Linked DNA regions of Mus musculus: region 2 is linked to region 1. A link is a contact called in public Hi-C data. All regions are on one chromosome and are shown on one strand. The core of a region is the stretch at or near the end of the contact, and the rest is flanking DNA. Distances in the headings are between cores, read along the strand shown. Region 1 has its middle 9.2 kb from the start of Gm32126. Region 2 has its middle 49 kb from the start of A230028O05Rik.

What was found. A called contact is a pair of places that touch in the nucleus more often than the background predicts.
Region 2: a Hi-C map of bone marrow-derived macrophages shows a contact between it and region 1, with 13 read pairs. The contact joins two enhancer-like sites. A contact is called at or near these places in 1 of 484 Hi-C or Micro-C datasets (bone marrow-derived macrophages) and 1 of 115 datasets of contacts at active chromatin or transcription factors (astrocytes).

The regions. Positions count from the first base shown.
Region 1 is chr16:24,147,353-24,153,440 of GRCm38.p6, forward strand. No RefSeq gene overlaps it. Among named protein-coding and RNA genes, the nearest start is that of Gm32126, 9.2 kb to the right of the region's middle. Within about 2 kb of position 2,194, at least 18 of the 459 cell types and tissues checked have an H3K27ac peak or open chromatin away from gene starts, as enhancers often do. A contact at or near this core is called in bone marrow-derived macrophages, where this site is marked.
Region 2 is chr16:25,007,724-25,014,076 of GRCm38.p6, forward strand. No RefSeq gene overlaps it. Among named protein-coding and RNA genes, the nearest start is that of A230028O05Rik, 49 kb to the right of the region's middle. Within about 2 kb of position 3,983, at least 82 of the 459 cell types and tissues checked have an H3K27ac peak or open chromatin away from gene starts, as enhancers often do. A contact at or near this core is called in bone marrow-derived macrophages, where this site is marked.

The DNA of each region.
Region 1 (6,088 bases), core at 944-3,443:
GCTTATTTCCAGACCTGATGGCTTTGAGTCTAAGAGTCAATGAATCACAAAGGATTATTGACATTGGAATCAGAGATTTTACTTAGCCTGGTTGCTTGAGATAACTCAGAGAGCTTCCAGGTTCACGAATAGAGATCAAAAAGTGTGCAGTCTCCTGACATGAAAGACAGCTATACTAGGATTAAAAAAAAAAAATCTTGGGCACAGTCAGAGTGCCCGCCCATCCTAGTTGGCAACGTTCATAATACATCAACATACTTGCCAAGGGAAGAAACCTCCAGCAAAACAGGTTCTGAGTTGGCTCAGGAACAACATGACTATACATTCCTGTAAATTTCCAGGACCATGAGAAGTCTCAGTGTGATATATATGCACTACTACCATACATGGGTCCAGTGGCCATCTTTGATCTTTCTTGGTCCCTGTGGGTGTAGAGTTTAGGAGAGACTTGTACAGACTTAGGTCAGATATCAAGACAGAAATAATCCTTAACTCTACTTTCAGTTGAGGAGAAAAGTTGAAGGCAAGCCATTCCCTCTCTGCCTAGCTAGAGAAGAAGTTCATTTGAGGTTCATGTCAAGCCAGAGGCCGATCTAGATGCAGCCATGTGCTCAACCCTATCTTAAGTGATATGGAGAACATAAGGAACAATACAATGCCTCCTGTCTTCAGGGAGTCTACACACGGGAGACAATCAGTGACATGCCAATATGCTGTCAGTAAGTAATATGCAGTGCAGAGAGAAAGCCATGTGGATGAGGCACTGAAGGCTAAAGGAAGGACAGACCACTTTATAAGGGAGGAAGTCTGGTCAACAGACAGATCCACCATGTCAGTCAGGAAAACTGCTCAAACACAGGGTTCAAGCACAGGGCACTGGAGATCAAAGTGTGGGTAAGAGAAGAAAAGAGGTTGGTTTTTTTGTCCGTCCGTCCCCCAAGATGTTGAAAGATGTGAGAAAGAAGGAGTGACCACCTCTAGGGACCTGACCTGCTTTATATATATATATATATATATATATATATATATATATATATATATATATATATATATATATATATATATATATATATAGTGAAACCCTGTTGCTATCCCCAAATGCCAACATCCACAGTTTAGAATGCACTGCAGGAATTGGAGACTACTGGAGAGCTTGTGGACTTGCATCTCATTCTTACCTAGAGGACCACTAGCAGAAGACGTTTGGCAGTAGCTCCACCCTCACGGAGGACTGGACACGGAACCGCAATGACTTCCTCTACGGAGCCTCTGTGATGAAGTCTCTTTGTAGAAAATAGGAAAATGTTCACACACAGACCCACATTCAGATTTCTCTGAGAAGTCACCTGGAACAGTAAAGGTACAATCTAGAAGCCAGGACACCCGATGTACTGCTCCAGCAGGGCAGCAGGGTCTGACAGACCCTGGAATCTTACAGAGTCTTGCCTTCAGTCTAGACTGTGATCCCAGCCACTGGTGTCTCCTGCAAGCAGCAGGTTTCCAGGCCCAGGATCAAAGGCAGGAGGAATAAGTATTGGAGACCAGAGACCCTTCATTCTGAAACTCAGAAAGAGAAACCAGGTCCAGATCACCAGAGAGTTCCAGCCTGGAACACATTATGTATTCCAAACTTCCCTTTCACTCTTGAAAATCCTCCTGCCTCAGCCTATTAAGAGCTGCAATTACAGGTATGAGTCACTGTGGCCTGATTCCTCGTTACTCTTGAGAAGAAGAGTATTAGTAATGCAAAAACCAACAATACACCCAGCAATATATAGAATGTCTGATGCTGCAATTTTGTTTGTCAACAAACTAAAAGATAACACACGCCTCCAGGGCCAGCAATGTCAACGGTCTGGTTGGGGTGTCCTATAGTTACCTCCCAGGTTTCCACGCTTTCTACATTTCCACTCTGGGTCCTAGAAAATGAGGAGCTAAGAAGGTAATTATGCTATCGGGTGCTGACAGACCCCGAAGCGCCTTGTGAATCACCAAAGAAAGCTTAAGTCACACTATCATTTTAGCGTTCAGCAAAGTGTGTTGTAATTATGTCTTTGGAAACCAAGAATCTCAAATGATATGGATGGTAACCAGATGAACCAGAATTTTCCATTTGCCTAGAATACTCCATTGCCTGGCTACTTTATAGAAACAGGAACTTGCTTTAACATGAGAGTAACAATAAGCTACAGTGACTAGATACTAGTAGTCTCTGGCTTGCCAAGTGTCCAGTGTGTGTCAGCAGCAGAGATTGCTGACCACGGCAGCCTGGCATTATGGGGACCCAGTCAGGCTCCATTTCAGAAATCATGGGCGGTGTTTCCATGGAGCTCTGCCCGAAAAGAGGTGATCTAAATCTTACATGAGAGATGTACATCAACAGGGAGCCGTGCCTAGAACACTGTGACCTACAAAATCCTATTAAGGAGCTCAGAATACACAATCAGTTTCAGAGACATCAAGTGACCTTGTGCAAGGCACTACATACACTGCTTTGCCTATTTCACTGTCCCCCTCCCCACAAAAGCTCTATAAACACCTTGGCCAGCAGCTCCCTAGCCTGGGAACAGAGAGCAAGCTGATTTTCACTGTTTTGTTTTGTTTTGTTTTTTTTAATTGTTGTTGCTGTTTTTAAGCCTGCTCCTTCTAGCAACCACTGTGTTGCTTGTGTTGCTTGTGTGTGTCGTTCTAGAAAGGTACACACAAATTCACGGCGGTGGGGGGGGGGATGTCACCTACTGCTCAGATTGGAGCATCCCCCTCCATGTGTCTCCTTTTAAAGATTCTATCACTTAACTTTGATAGCCCTTCACCAAGAATGCATGTTTCTTGGCATGCTTATGACTAGGAAGGAGTTGGCTGACCCTGATTCATAACTGCTCTTTCTTTAGTGGATAAAGGCAGCTGCATAATGCGATCCGTCCCCCATTTCTTTTGTTTGAGCTGCCAAGGATCTCAAACACATGCTACGTGCCTCATTAAAATTATTCTTATTGTGGATTTTCTTCTTCTAACTCTTCTCATCTTCCGGGACAAGGTCTTAATCTTCTCACTCTGCTTTTCTGATCAGGATACCCATTTTGGAAGTAAGGAGCATGTAGGTAAAAAAAAAAAAAAAAAAAAAGTGCAGACTGATCTGTCTTAGGAAAGAAAGGTGGGAAGATCAGTCCTCATTCTGGGGTGGTGGCTATACCTTCATTTGCAACACAGGTTAACCATTAATATTCAAAAGACTAATGATGAATCTTTGCATGGCGCTTTCCATCCATAAAACAAATACTTCCCCATGCATGATCTCATTTTGTAAGTAGCAATTGCACTGTACTGATGGGGTCAGGGAAGGTCAGAGAGATTAAGTGTCTAGCCAAAGGTCAAAAAGGACCTTGGACCTTCTACTGCTGAGCTGGGTTCTGTTGGTTCTTTCTCTCTGCACTCTGTCTCCCATTGACTTCTCTTTTAAGCCAGCACCTTCACCCTCCTCCTGGGCAAGATATTTTTGAACATGAAAACTAGAACCAAACAGATATGCTGTTTTAGTGGGCCTTTCCCGTCTTGAGACGGTCTGTAAAATGCCTGGAAACCACTTATGGCTGAGTGCAGGAGACCCGAGCTCCCTGCCACCTGCCCAGGGTTTCATGCTATAGTCTCTGATAAGCTTCTTCCTTCTCAATAAACTCTAAATAAGTGCAAATTACTTCTCCCTGTCCCTAACCCCTAACTATCATACAGAAGCTTGTTGGGACAGTCAAAGGGGAAAATGGCTGTTAATTGTTGAGGCTTTTTGGTGGGAAGGCACATGATAAGATCTCAGGGCCAGGCACTTCCACCAAGTGGCTCAGTTCTCTGGTTTCCTTTAACATGACAGTACAGTGCTGGGAGGCACTGCATTTGTGATTCTGTTTCCTTCCATCTCAGGTCACTTACCCACTGCCAAGTGCACCGTCAATGCTCTGGGGATGGCCCAGAAGAGCCACTGCCTCTAGAACCATGTGGAAGGACCTTGAAAGGCATGTGTACCAATGATGTTGTGTCTGATCCAGATTAGGCCAGACCCCATTCTGGTTTCCCATTAGGCCCCAGATCCTGCCCACAGTCTGGGGGGGGGGGGGCTGGAGAGGCTAATCTCAAAGGGCCAGATATGAGTCAGTTTCCACACTCAACACCAGGCGTGTGGCTTCCTGAAGCACAGACAAGGAAGTGCTGAATTTCAAAGAGCAAGGTTTTTTTTTTTTTTTTTTCTTTGCATACCATATCCGGAACTGAAACCACCGATTCATTTCACTTTAGATCTCATACTAACATTCAGATCGTCAATTATAGTCCAGAGATAAGATGCCGAGGCTTCATCAGCCCTGTCCTTGTCTCCCCTCACGCCCCCGTTTCTTTTGCTGTGTTATTGCAGGATTCTTCCCTTTCAACTTTTTCGCTTTCAGTGTAAACAGCACAGACTGTGGAAGGTGTGTTGGATATATATATATAATAATGAGTCAAATATCTAAATATCTCTTGAGAGCATGGCTAAGCTCAGAACTTCCCTCTTCCCTCAGTGGTCACCTCAGCTCTTTGTGAGTGTGGCTGTAGGTTCGGTTATCCCATGCCATACGATAAGTGGCTCGGTGAGAGTGACTGACACCTTGTTAGCTCGTGACAGCGGTTAAAAGATGAACGCTGCGGACAGATTCATGCAAAGTACCCTCAGGAGGAGAGAGGCCACTGAAAACAGACACATCCTCTGAGCTCTGCCTGCAGCATCAACCTGTTAGCAGGAAGAAGGATTCCTGCACTTACATAGCAAGTACAAACAACTTTCACATCCTTTCTCTCTCCTGATGCTTACCAGAACTTCTGAGATCAGTCATACAAGCCTTACCCTCCACACTTTAGAGATGACAGGACCCAGAGCTACTGAGAGTGGAAAGATGGGCCTGCGCAGTAACAGTGAGAAATCTACACCTCAGTGATATGGTTCCCAAGTCCAGTCTTCCGGTAACTTCCATCAAACCTTATGTATAATTCTTTAGTGCACTGTAGCCCACAATCTAAAGCTCTAGACATCTGTTGACCTTTTAAGTCTTAAGATCATGCAGGTCAAGGTTAATGGCTAATGGATAATTACATTTACACAACCCCTCTAGGCCTCAGTTTTCATTACTCTAAAGATGAAGAAATGCTATTAAATTTAGTGCTGCTTGCATTTCCAGCACTCTGTGCATGAGTAACTGCTGAATTCAAAGTATTTGCTCTGCAGCCTGAGTGCCCAGGATGGCAGTACTGTTAGGCAAAAACAGCCACCTGACTTCCATGGTAAAATAAGTAAGAGGAAAGCACCATTATCAATAAGACTTCATAGGTCTACGAGAGAGGGGACTACAGATATATATTAGTCCTCCAACTTGGTCCTAGACCATGAAAGATAAGCATCCTGTAGTGTTATTACGATGGGCAGTAGAGACATCCTTGATGATCCCATTGGTCTCTCAAGGGAGCAGGACAAATTCTGACAAAGGTTTTATGACCACCCCAGCCCTACAAATCCCCAACCCTACCCTCTGCTGGTGTTTCACATGCTAGGCCATGCAGTGTGGTCCTTCAAGCCCAGTCCCACCTGAAGCTGAGTGATACTGACTATACACTGACTATACATGTGATAGACTAGGTCCTAACACAGCAGCCAAGGGAACTGTGGTTTTATAAAAGTTCCCACAGTCCATTTGAAAGCAAAGACTTACACATATTATCTGAACTTAGGAATTAGGACAGTGCCTTGGATTGTCTTGGTTCTTTACTATCTTTTCTTTTTTTCTTTTTCTTTTTTTGGAGAGCAGAATCCCATGGTTCTCTTACAGTGGGAGAAGAGAGATGAGCTTGTCCAAGTTTCAATCTACCTATTGCCATTCTGTTCCCATGGCTGTTCTAGAACATTCCCTTGTTCAGAGAAAGAAATGTTAGACTTTTGGAGAGATTCATAGGATACCAACTGGGACATTTTTATATCCTGAAACCCTCTTGCCTTGTCTTTTTCCATTTAGCATCCTTTCTATTGCCTCTGTGGAACTGCTTCTGGGGTGAGATTCTCATCCTAGGGCAG
Region 2 (6,353 bases), core at 2,733-5,232, 860 kb after region 1:
AATGAAAGTTAAAGCTAATAAGAATTGTAGAAATCAGGAAGGACTTGAGGGGTAAGTTGGATCCACATGTGTTATCTGCAGGTAAAATAATAAAATATTTAACAAAAATAAAGCAAAATAAAGAAACAAAAGCTAAAATTGCTATTTTATTGTAACTAGATTCAGAGGGAAACAAGTTCATCCCAGCATTTGGGGGCTTTATTCTGTCTTTGTTTGTTTCTTGTGAATGTTTATTTATTGGGATTCTGTCTGGTTCAACATTATGTGGGCTTTGTGTGTGCTGTCACAGTTTCTTTGTCATCAGTCCTGTTTTATCTGGAAGACAGTTTCCTTGGCGACATCCACCAACACAGGCTCTTAACAGTCTTGCAGCCTCCTCTTCTGCACAGATCTCTGAGGGGAGGAGCTTGATGAAAACGTGCCATTTAGAATTGGGTGCTCCCTTTTAGAGTTGAGTGCTCCAAAGGCTCTCATTTCACATTGCCCAGCTGTAGGTCTCTATAATATTTAACATCCACTGAAAGAAGAAGTTCTCTGCTGAGGGTTGAGTAATACAATGATCTATGGGTATAACAATATGTCATTAGGAGTCATTTTATTTTTATGTTCACCCAACAGAAGAGCAGTAATAGGTTTTCCCCTGTGAATTTTCTATCCTCAGGTTCTTAGATACTTTAGCAGTGTCAGGTACAGATTACACACATGGTGTGAGCCTTAAATCAAATTTTTTAAGCGGCTGGTTACTCTGGTGGTTTGAATGAGAATAGCTGCTATAGACTCCTAGGTTTGAATACTTGGTCCCTAGTTAGTAGAAAAGTTTGTGAAGGATTAGGAGGTGTGGCTTTGCTGGAAGAGGTAAGTCGCTTGGCTTTGGAGATTCTACGGGCTCAGTGGCACTCCCAGTTTGATTGCTTGTCTCCTACTTGTGGATGAAAATAAGAGATCTTGTTTGTTTCTGCCACCATACCTCTCCTCTGCCATCCTGAACAGTAACACTCTAAAACCATTTAATTAATCCCAAGCAAACACATTGTTTTATAAGTTTACCCGTTGCTGGTATGTTGTCATAGAAATAAAGTAACTAAAACTTCACAGCAATAAAAAAGTAACTATGATCGCTATCTCCTTAACATTTGTGGCACTGTAGCAACAGTGCAGGTCACTGTTGTCACAGAGTTTATAAACTAGGCAAGAATGGTAATGACTTTTGACCTCTTGTAGATTGTATCTTCCAGCAGAATGAATGCTAGTCAGTAGGGGGAAATTTTTCAATTGAGTACCAGCTTGATTTCTCCATGTTCTGTGACATTAAAAATGGTGATCTTTCCATCAGCTTGTGGAAGATAACTAATTCTATAATGTTTTAGGAGGGCGTCTATGGGACTCCTTTGGCCAATGATTCAAAAACGAAATAAATTTCTGGCTTGGGGGTTTGATTTTGTTTGTTTGTATGTTTGTTGGTTTGTTTTATAGCATAAGATATTTAGTTGGGGTATTGTCTCCCCTCCAATATGCTAGCTCTATTTAAAACTCCTTCCATGTATGGATATACTTTAGGAAGCTTTGGTAATAGTGAGCTTCCATACAACTTTTCAAAAGACCTTTAGTGTTCGTTATCTCTCCCCAAACGCCCTGCTCTCCCTAGCCCTCTCGTTCCACTCCATTTATTCTTCTTGTTTCGATTTCCTCATTATATCACTGTGTTATAGTTCTCCTTCCTCTGTCCCCTCTTCCTTCTCCCTCCTTCTCCCTCCTGGTCCTGAGTGAAGTAACCTAGATCCAGAAAGAGAAACACTATATGTTTCCTCTTATACGGGGATGTTAGTGTTTAAGCTTTAAATATGTGCGTTTCATTTAGAATATTCACAGAAGTTAGGTAGGAGATATATCTATCTATATATCGAGATACACACACACACACACACACACACACACACACACACACACACACACACATTCTCCCACATGTAACTTCTTTTGTAAATTAGAATAAGAACAATTAGAAAATAAACAAAACTTTCTATGTGGACCACAAAATTCTCTATTTCCATGACTTTTTCTATGCTCCTTGGCATATGTGGCAAATTCTCTAAGAATTTCAGCCTAGAATTTCCAAGGCACAAAGTAGACACCACTGTTCTCCTACTCTTTATACCTCACCCTTGTGTGTGTGTGTGTGTGTGTGTGTGTGTGTGTGTGTGTGTGTGTGTGTGTGTGTGTCTGTCTGCCTGCCTGCCTGCCTGCCTGCCTGCCTGCCTGCCTCTTTCTCCCTCCCTCTTTTCTTCTACAGAATATAACAAAACTTTCTGAACATGGCCTGAAATCTTTCAGCTTTCTTTCTAGCTTTTTTGATTCTCAAGAAAATGTTCGTGGCCAGTTGCTACAGGGTATTTGATCACACCATAAACCCTGAGATTGTCTTGTTTACTGGGAAAACCTGTTTTTAGTTGTGGTGCGGCTCAGCTTTAGCACACACCTTTAATCCAAGAGTTTTCTGCTTGAATATTGTAAATAGAATTAAATAAATTCAACCACAGATGAAGAAGCAGAGCAAGAGACCAATTTACAGGAAGTGAACATAGGATTATTAAGAAAAAAAATATAGCAAGTAAGAGGAAGTCAGGAAGATGGATAGAGAGATGCACAGGAAGTAGAAGGAAAGGTCAGCTGGATCCTTTCTCTGCCTCTCTGAGCTAACAGGCTTTCACCCCAGCATCTGGCTTCCAAGTCTTCATTGATAAAATCAAAGGATTGATATTTTGTTAAAAACAACAGCTGATGGTATGTATAATTTAATAATAAATTAATAAATATATGAAGCCCATGACAGTATTTTTTCCTGTTACATATCTTCGTACCACTGATATATGCTTTTTCATATGTAGAAAAAAACTAAACGTTATTTCCTACTTCTAAATTTCCATCTAGACTGTGTTTTATTCAGCCCCGTATATAGGACATATGAAGTTCTTGAGCTAATATGTACTGCATAGATGCATGAATGAATAAACACATGAATGAAAGACTGTCTCTGTGGGATGAGTGTTATCTCCTGTGAGGTCACTGAGCAGGAAGAAATCAATTATGCTCCTCAGGAGAAAATATGATCGGCTGGTTTACTCTTGTCCTTTGTCACCTCCACGGTGACAAAATTCTACTGCATTATTTTTCCCTTTCAGATCTTTGTTGGTTGGTATGCAAAAATATTTTCCCTGTGACCCGTGAAGAACTGTTTTATATTCTGTAAGGTAATGGGAGGAGAAGGGGTCTTTTCTGTATTGTAACAGGGCATAAGGGGTCTTGACTCATTCAAACATGGAGGAAATTGCACAACTGGAGTGGCTTCATCTGAGCCATAGTGAATGCAAACGAGTGATGTCAAGCCAACCTAAACTACCCCATTGTTCTTAGTGTGACTAAAAACTGACTAATATTACTTCCTCTGGCGTGTTTTTTTTTTTTTTTTTTTTTTTTTTTTCCTGCTTCAGCACAATGGAAAAGTTCCAGGCTGCTGTTCTACTTCACTGTCTGGACAAAATGATTTCCTCTTGTCACAGCCACTTGAGACTAAAAACAGTAGAAGTGGGAGTTGGAACTCCGAGCTCCCAAGAGTATGCTTCAGTTTAGCCCTGTGATTGTTCTGAGATATTCACCAAAACTATAAATAATAGTGAAACCCAAATAGGACCAGACTGCCTATGTGAGCTGGAGAGGGCCCTTATACTTTCCCGTTTTTATTCTGAGGCTTTCAGGATTGCTAAGACGTCAAGCCAAGGAACTGTGGTTGAATGTGGAGTCTCTCTTCTGTTCAGCAGCTGTTTCTTCAAAAACAAGTCCTCCTACCTTGGGGCTGCTAACAGTTTCCACCTCCTCCCTGTAGATTGTTCTTTGTTCTGTCCTCTGGGAGATGGCTGATGTTTGCACACTCCAAAGAGGCTCAGAGCCATGCTCTGTGTGGACTAAGTCACTGGAGACATGACTAGTGATGACTTTACTCAGAAAGAAAATGAAGTCAGCCAAACCACAGCAGCAGGGATGCCTTTCAGGCTTAGAAATGGAGGGCACCTTTCTTTCAAAGTGGTCTCATGGGAGACAGAGTGGTTTCATTCTCTCACCCCAGTGTTACTATGGATACATAACCAAAGATATGTGACCGGAGGGAATCAAGGTGGCTCAGCAGGTAAGAGTCCTTGTTTCTAAGATTGATAACCTGAGTTTAGACCACAGAGTGCACGTGGTGGAGGAAGAGAACTAGCTCCCACTCTGTTGTCCTCTCTGTCCTATGATCTCTACATGTTCCTTGTAGCACATGTGCATCCATACAATATAGATACATACATACACACATACATACATACATACACACATACATGCATACATACATACATGCATGCATGCATGCATACATGCATACATCAACTACTTCTATATATCATTGCCTCCATATGTTTCTACAGTTAAGCTTTCCTCTAAACAATAAGCTACCTCAGCTCCCCTTTGCCCTCACTGGTGGCAGTTAGGCTCAACTGTACATTGCTACTTGCATAGAAAGCTTGTAATCCTTTGGCAAAGGGGAAAAAATCTCTCTGCAAGACTTTCAGCCCTTCTCATTTTCTTGGGAAAAAGAACATTCTAGAGGAAACACACACACACACACACAGTAAAATTAACCGAAGCTCCTTAGCCCTTTGCAAGTCTGGAATTCCTTTTTCTCTCAGTGAGTCATATCTATAACATATGAGTTTCCGTTAGTTTGAGGGTCAAAGAAAAATCCAGCCCCTACAGGACTTTTCAGCTCTCTGGGAATTGGAAGGAAGGACTCATTTCATGGCAGAGATGATTGCTTTTTGCTTTTGAACTATATCTGGTGGCCCAGAAACCACAGCCATCAAATTCAGAGGCTCTGCTAAATCGTCATGATTTCAGCTACCAATTAAGTCTAATGTGCGTGAGGAGCGATGAGTCTGCGGGTGGAATAAACCACTTCTTCAATTGATTGAACTTCCAAGCAAACATGCTTTGATGACCATGGACACCCATCCCTTAGAAAGATTTCCTGAGACAATGAAGAGGAGCCAACCTCTAATTGTTAAGGACATATACCGGGGAATGTAGATATACCCAGAGATCTTGTGTTCTCTGCCAGACCTTGAGCTACCTTTTAGTTCCAGCAAGATGCCTCAGGGGACCACATAAGGGACAAGTTATGAAGAAAACTCGCTGAGTTGCTGGCAGGCTGTATATGTCCAAAGACTTAGGCCTCATCTGAGAACACAAGTAGGAGTGTGGTCTGGGAATCATCTGCTATGTTAAATTGGGACTCCAGGTTAAATAAATAGGTTCAGAGAGGGATGGCATTGACAAGAAAACCTGAGTGACAGTGCGGAAGCATGTTTGCATGAGTGATGTCATAGTAAAACTGCAGACTTTCCCACAATCTTTTCAGAAATTTGCAATGTACTTAAAAAAAAAACAGATTGTACAAATATGTATGCTCATTATGGAAAAATAGAAAGCACAAGCCAGCAAAAAGAAAGTTGTGGCTTTCTGTGATCTCATCACCTAGAGTAACAACTTCAACGGGCCAGGGTTGATATTTTGGGCTAAATCATAGTCTTACATTGGCATTTAGCAGAACGCCTGGCCTCTGCTCCCTGAGTAGCATGAATAGATTCATTCTCATTTTCTGCAACCAAAACTGTGTCACCAGACACAAAATCCATCAGGAAAAATCACTCACATTGACCACTAAAGTCTAGACATAAACAGTGATACCATGTTTTGGCTCTCACCCCGACTGGCATACAAGTGAACATATAATTTAGAGTGCAGTTGCAGCATCTTAGTTTGTTTTGTTGTTTTTTTTTTAATTTTCCCTAAACAATTTCTCAACTGCATCTGCTCTACAACACCATCTTCATGGCTCTATTTTGCTCCTGTGTAAAATGGTGCCACAGTTTACTTAACGTCTACTTGATGGACATTATTTGCAAAGACAGTATAGTAGTCAAGGATCTCTAGAGGAAGAGAAATGATAGAATGAATGAATGTATATAACCTGAGTTTAGATCCCAGAGTCCACATGGAGGAAGAAAAGAACTGGCTCCCATACATTGTTTTCGCTCTTCCACATGCTCTCTCTTCCACATGCTCACTCTGACACACATATATCCATACACACAATACACACACACACACACACACACACACACACACACACACATACACACATATGCATACATATATAGAGATGGCTGTAGTCTGGCTAGTCTAACAATGACTGTCTCCCAACAGAAAGGCCAAGAGCCCATCCAATGTTCAGTGCATGAGGCTGGATATCTCAGCTGGTCTTC